2 separate regions of the Sus scrofa genome follow, and region 1 is linked to region 2. A link is a contact called in public Hi-C data. All regions are on one chromosome and are shown on one strand. Each heading gives the region's core, a stretch centred on a gene start, on an enhancer-like site or on the middle of the called end of the contact. The rest is flanking DNA. Distances are from core to core; before and after follow the strand shown.

What was found. A called contact is a pair of places that touch in the nucleus more often than the background predicts.
Region 1: a contact with region 2 is called in a Hi-C map of liver, with 2.1 times the contacts expected there. The contact joins two enhancer-like sites. A contact is called at or near these places in 1 of 5 promoter capture datasets (liver), 6 of 47 Hi-C or Micro-C datasets (adipose tissue, fetal heart ventricle, liver and 2 more) and 1 of 2 datasets of contacts at active chromatin or transcription factors (skeletal muscle).

Annotation. Positions count from the first base shown.
Region 1 is chr14:121,298,830-121,301,785 of Sscrofa11.1, forward strand. The region is part of intron 1 of PDCD4 (programmed cell death protein 4); the gene reads left to right. Among named protein-coding and RNA genes, the nearest start is that of PDCD4, 28 kb to the left of the region's middle. Within about 2 kb of position 1,347, at least 10 of the 83 cell types and tissues checked have an H3K27ac peak or open chromatin away from gene starts, as enhancers often do. A contact at or near this core is called in liver, where this site is marked.
Region 2 is chr14:121,234,442-121,237,533 of Sscrofa11.1, forward strand. All of the region lies in intron 12 of RBM20 (RNA-binding protein 20), which reads left to right. Among named protein-coding and RNA genes, the nearest start is that of PDCD4, 36 kb to the right of the region's middle. Within about 2 kb of position 1,355, at least 1 of the 83 cell types and tissues checked has an H3K27ac peak or open chromatin away from gene starts, as enhancers often do. A contact at or near this core is called in liver, where this site is marked.

The DNA of each region.
Region 1 (2,956 bases), core at 97-2,596, 64 kb after region 2:
AAAGCAGCTGTCTATAGTGGGGAGGGGTGCTATGGCTGTCTATAACTTGCCTGGAGCCAGACCTCTTCACCTTTCTGGGCCTCAGTTATTTTTTTCTGTAATCTGAGCAAGTTGTCCTCACTGGGCCGTCTCCCAGGAACTTCTGTCTCTGACCTTCCAGGGGGCTAACTTCATCTATTATAAACATTTCGTAATAAAAAGCAATATATCCCTTGGCTCTTACCGTTGCTCTTTTCTTACTTTCCACTACTTTATTTCATTTTTCCCCAAATAAGTAGAGGATTGAATGGTCCCCTTCATTAATTTCCTTTGCTTGGTATGTCTCACTCTGCCTAGCATTGACCTCTTGAGCCTACTCTCCACTCCTCTCCAGCCCTCCCTGGTTGTCTTTCTTTGTAGATCAGTCTCTCTTAGGCAAAACCCACCACCACTCCTTCCTCTTATTTTCCAGCATAGAGTCCATCATTTCCCCACTAGGCTCCATGTGCTCTGTGGCCTTGTTTGGGAGGCGAGCAGAAGCTGTGCAGATGCAGACTGCGGGAGGGCATAATGGCAATTTAGGAGCACTCAGGGCTCACTGGAGAAGAGGAGGTGAATTCTGAGAAGTATGAGACCTAGCTGAGGACCCAATGTTCCAGAGAGGGCAAAGCTCTGGAGATTCAACTGGAGGAGTTCTTCTCTACCTTGACCCAACACAATTGGATGCAGGGAGTGGTGGTTGGAGTAAGCACTAGAAAGCACTGAATGGTGAAGAATGGTCCCATGAGCGCACAATTCTGAGGAACTGGAGTTTTACAGGCTCAGAAGTCAGGCCAGGTATAGATGATGTGTTAAAATTTAAGGGCTCTTTGGGAAAAGCTGATCTTCAAGAGTTCCTCAACCCTAATTGTGTTCGTTTCTAAATCTTCAGGTAGCAGGAGTGATGTGGTGGGGAAAACACATAGATGACTGCACCGAGAAAACCCCTCAAAAGTTGAACTGGGGAAGTGAAACCTTATTAGCCTTTCTTGGTACAACTATTTTTAAACATTGCATCTACTTCTCTGTGCTATGCCTCACGTTACTCTATGCGCTTTACTCTAGGAAAAAGATTCTTGAAAATGCCCCCAATAGACATCTTCTAAACATTATGCGAAACCTCCCAAGGCCCTCTTCCCCCTCCTTCCTCACTTTCAGGACCTCAAAATGGGCTCATGTGATAGCAGGAGGCTCCGGGGACCAGAAATGGGTTCATATACTTAACTTTTATCCAAGAGACTCAAATTTGAGTAGGCCAGGCCTGGGTGCCAGAAGGTCTGGACTTTCTCTGTCAACATGATCCCTAGCTTGTGCAAGGCTAGGACACTGAGACTGCATTTTGTACTCTGGCTCTGCTACTAAATAGCTGTGTCACTTTGGGCAACTTAACTTCTCTGGGTCTCCGTTTCTCCATTTGTAAATGAAGGGTTTGGACTAGAGAGCCTCAAATTTCCTTTTAGTGTAAAAGTCCCATGGTTACCAAAGATCTACTCAAGTCTCATTTTCTGCATTTTTCGAATATCTTTATCTGTTTATCCACTTCATAGGGAGGGGGTGAAAGTGTACGTAAAATTGCTCAGTAAGTGTTAAAACAACACAAATGTCAGCTATTGCCCTTGTTATTAGAATTCTCTACAGAGCTCTCTCTTTCCTCAGAGCACACTTCCTGTTTTCTACCATTTGTGCAAAAGAACATTACAGTGCCTTATATGAACTCCTAAAATTCAGTCCATCATTTGACTGAATAGGAAGCAAGATGTCAGTTCAAGCAGGTAAAGTTGTTGCAAGTGACAGTAATATCTGAAAGTTCTTCAGAAGGAAGTGGGCTAAATCTTCCCCTGGTCCCCAGAGAGAGGTGGCCTCTCTTGATCTCATTCAAGGGCATGAACAGTGCTTACTAGGAAAACTTGTGTTCTCAAATGGGGCTTTGCTCAAAGAATGAAAAAGCCTTAGAGAGGTTCACAGGCAATAGCAGTAATTTGAAGTGCTTATCTTTTGCCTAGCATCTGTGCATTTCTAACTAATTTACCCATAAGAACTCATTAGCATTCCTAACCCTATACCAGGCTTTAGGATGGAAGGAGGTGATATTATCTGAGTTTTGCCTTGAGACAAATGCCTGGATTGAGAGTGACAGTCCTTCTATTCACACCTGGTGGAATTCTCCCCTGCCACCAGCAGCAACCTCTCTCATCTCTTGTCCCTCACTACCAGGACCCAGAGTTGCCATCGCAGTGGCTTGTCCAGCATCAAGGAGCATCAGGAGTGAAGTGGCTCTTTAAAGACTCCTCGCATGGGTCAATTCCTTCTTTATAGTGCAAGAAATTGAGACATTCGATCAACTCAAAGGGCAAGTGAGACACACAAAACAACATGGCTGGTAACTTTTCTCAAGAGGCAAAAACTAGAAACCATCCTCCAGCCTCATCCCGAGCCCCCATACACCCTAACAAATTAAACAGTCCTTAGTATCAATAGTGCTTAAACCTGAGGGGTCAGGAAAGATGAGGTACACAATGTCTGACCACATATTATAGCTTCTGTTGCCATCTCTGAACATTTATGTCATGCCCTTCATTGCCCTAAGCTCCTAGAATGTGTCATTCTTAAATGGAAATGGAAGTTGTAATTCCATCATTCTGGATAGAATGAGTTAAGGGAAGGGCCCTCTGCTTTTCTTCATCCAATAGCTAAATTAACATAACCCACAGGGACAGGGCTTTAGGGAACAAAAAAGTCAGTGTGTGAGCAATTATAATATGAAATGAAAGGTACATTGTGGCCCAGTAGCCTGGGCAGCTGGGCAGCTCTATGATTTATTTTTATTTTTATTTTTTATTTTTTAGGCCCATACCAATGGCATATGGAGGATCCCAGGCTAGGGGTAGAATCAGAGCTACAGCTGCCAGCCTACACCATAGCCACAGCAGTACAGGAT
Region 2 (3,092 bases), core at 105-2,604:
CTTAGTTTTCCCGATTTTTGAGCTTTATTTGACTGGAATCATGACATGTTCTTTCATTACTTCTTTCACGAAACACTACGCCGTCCGTGTTGGGTGTGTCTGTTGGTTTTCATTGCTATATAAATTTCTACTGTATGACCATAAATTTGCATATTCATTCCACTGTTGATGGAAATTTGGGTTGTTTTGGGTGTTAGGGACAATGCTACTAGGAACATTTTCAGACATAGTATCCCCGTACTCATGTTCGTGAGTGTACAACTGGGAGAATATACATAACTAGAAGTAGAATTGCTGGACCACAAGGCAAACTTACCCTCCACTTGACTAGGTAATAGCATCCCTACTCATAGTATGTGAGGAGGATTTTCAGCAGCTCACCGTCTTGCTAAAACTTTGTTTTGCCCAACTTTATTTTTTTTATTTTTTGTCTTTTGTCTTTTTAGGGCCACACACGCAGCATATGGAAATTCCCAGGCTAGGGGCCCAATCGGAGCTGTAGCTTCCGGCCACAGCCACAGCCACAGCCATGCCAGATCCGAGCCACGTCTGTGACCTACACCACAGCTCACAGCAAGGCCAGATCCTTAACCTACGAGTGAAGCCAGGGATCGAACCTGCAACCTCCCAGTTCCTAGTTGGATTCGTTTCTGCTGTGCCATGACGGGAACTCCTCTTGTCCAACTTTAAAAGGTTTGCCTCTCTGGGGATAGTCAAGAGTTTATCATGGTTTTATTTTTTATTTTCCATATTACTAATAGAGGTTCAGCAGTTTTTCATATGTTTATTGATAATTCCATCTAGATCCTCTCTGGTGGGAATTTTTTTTAAGTCTTTTGTCCATATTTTCTTTCTTTCTCTCTCCCTCCCTTTCTTTCTTTCTTCTTCTTCTTTTTTTTTTTTTTTTTTTGGCTGCACCCACGACATACAGAAATTCCTGGGCCAGGGAATGACCCACGCCATAGCAATGACCCGAGCCGCAGGAGTAACAATGCCGGATCCTTAACTGCTAGGCCACCAGGGAACTCCTGCTCATTCTTTTCTTCTGGATTGTGTCTTCATGTTGATTTGCAGGAGTTCTATTGGCTGGAGCCCTTAGTCCATTTGGCTTTATTGTAATTAATACCATATTTGTGTTTAATCTTAACTTCTTATTTTGTGCTTTTTACTGCCCTATTTAATAGGGATTTTCCAGTTCACAATTCACTTAGAGTCCATTTGATTCCAGACCCACAGCCCTGAATTGTTGCCTTCAAGGTTCAAGTCAGAAGACGAAGTCTCAGCCGTTTTTTCCAGCTAGGACTAGTGTTCTGACAAGTCTACCTATGTACACCGGTTGGATGTCAACCAATTGCCAAAGTCCTGATTCTGCTTTGTTTGCATTATTGCTTCTGAAGTTCTTTTGCCAACAGTTCTGCTTCAGGCAAAACCTGACATTTTTTTTCCAACTCATGAAAGCCTGTTGCTTTTCGATCCCACCCCATTCTCTACCCAGTCAAAGTTCTTGTTTTCCTGGATTCTGCCCAGGGGGCTAGAATTGAATTCCTGCACTAAATTCCCAGAGGAGCTTTGGTCTCCAAATGTGATGATGCTGTCATAAGCTTTTAATTAGGACATGACAGCAGGTCTCTGCTTCTTCTTTTTTTTTTTTTTTTTTTTTTTTGTCTTTTTGCCATTTCTAGGGCCGTTCCCGCGGCATATGGAGGTTCCCAGGCTAGGGGTCTAATCGGAGCTGTAGCCCGCCGGCCTATACCAGAGCCACAGAAACGCAGGATCCAAGCCGCGTCTGCAACCTACACCACAGCTCACGGCAACACCAGATCATTAACCCACTGAGCAAGGGCAGGGACCGAACCCACAACCTCATGGTTCCTAGTCGGATTCGTTAACCACTGCGCCATGACGGGAACTCCCTCTGCTTCTTAAGTTAAAGTACCCAGGCCCTGCAGTCTCTTACCCAGGGAGGTCATTTGGGGTGGTACAAAAACTATGAATTAAAGACGTTAGAAAGAAGGTCGAAGTTTGCATTCAGCAAATGTTCATTAGTGCTCACCATGGGTGGGACCTGGGCCAGGCCCCATGGACATGGAGGTAGCAAGTTTGTAGAGGAATTCACAGGCTGGGAGAGGAAGAACACAGAAAACAGACCCATCAGGAACCATGTTACCTACACCACCAGATGGGAGGGTGGTTACACCGGTCTAGCCTCTGCCCCTTCCTGCTCTGATGACCTTGGACAAATTGCTCAACCTCTGTGAGCCTCTGTTTCCAGATCAGTAAAGGACTGTACCTTGTGTTCTTTGGTTTTAAGCATTTTTTTCATATAGTATCTCTTTGAGTCTTACAGTCACCCTCCCCTGTGAGGTGTGTAGGGTGGATGATAACAGTCATTATAACAGTACAACCGTAATAACAAGAAGAGATACCTTTAATCGAGTCCTGCTACTCTGGGTCAAGTAATGTACCAAATACTTTCCTACATTATCTGCTGTCCTCCTGCCATTGGTCCTGTCAGACAGATATGATTAGCTCAGTTTTACAGATGAGGAAACTGGCTCATAGAAGTTCAGGAACTTGCCCCCGATCTTAGTTACTGGAAGAGCCAAGATTAAAGCCTAGGACTGTTTTGGCTTTACACTGTATCTGCCTCTCTGTATTGTGTTTTCATGATCTACATTGTCTGTGTGACAAAACAGAGAAATCAGGTAATTTACTTAGTCACCTAGTTAGTCAGCATCACAGACAGTATTCTCATAGAGTTTCCCGAACTTTCTTGTACATACAGATCACTTGTGGGTCTTGTCAGCATTTCTGATTCTGTAGGTCTAGGGCAGGGCTGTGATTCTGTGTTTCTCACACACTCCCAGGAGATGCTGATGTTTCTGGTCCTCACAGCACGCTCTGAGTGGCTAGAACATACTGATCCTGATCTTGAGTAAGGATTTTCTGCTCCCCAAGTGGTCACACGGCCTCTACAAAAGCATCTCAAAGCCTCTTTCCACTCCTTAGTCATGTGTGTTGACATGAATCAGCCAGGACCGTCTCTGCAAGGAAGAGAAATTTGTCTCCATTAAGCAGACGGGCATGTATTT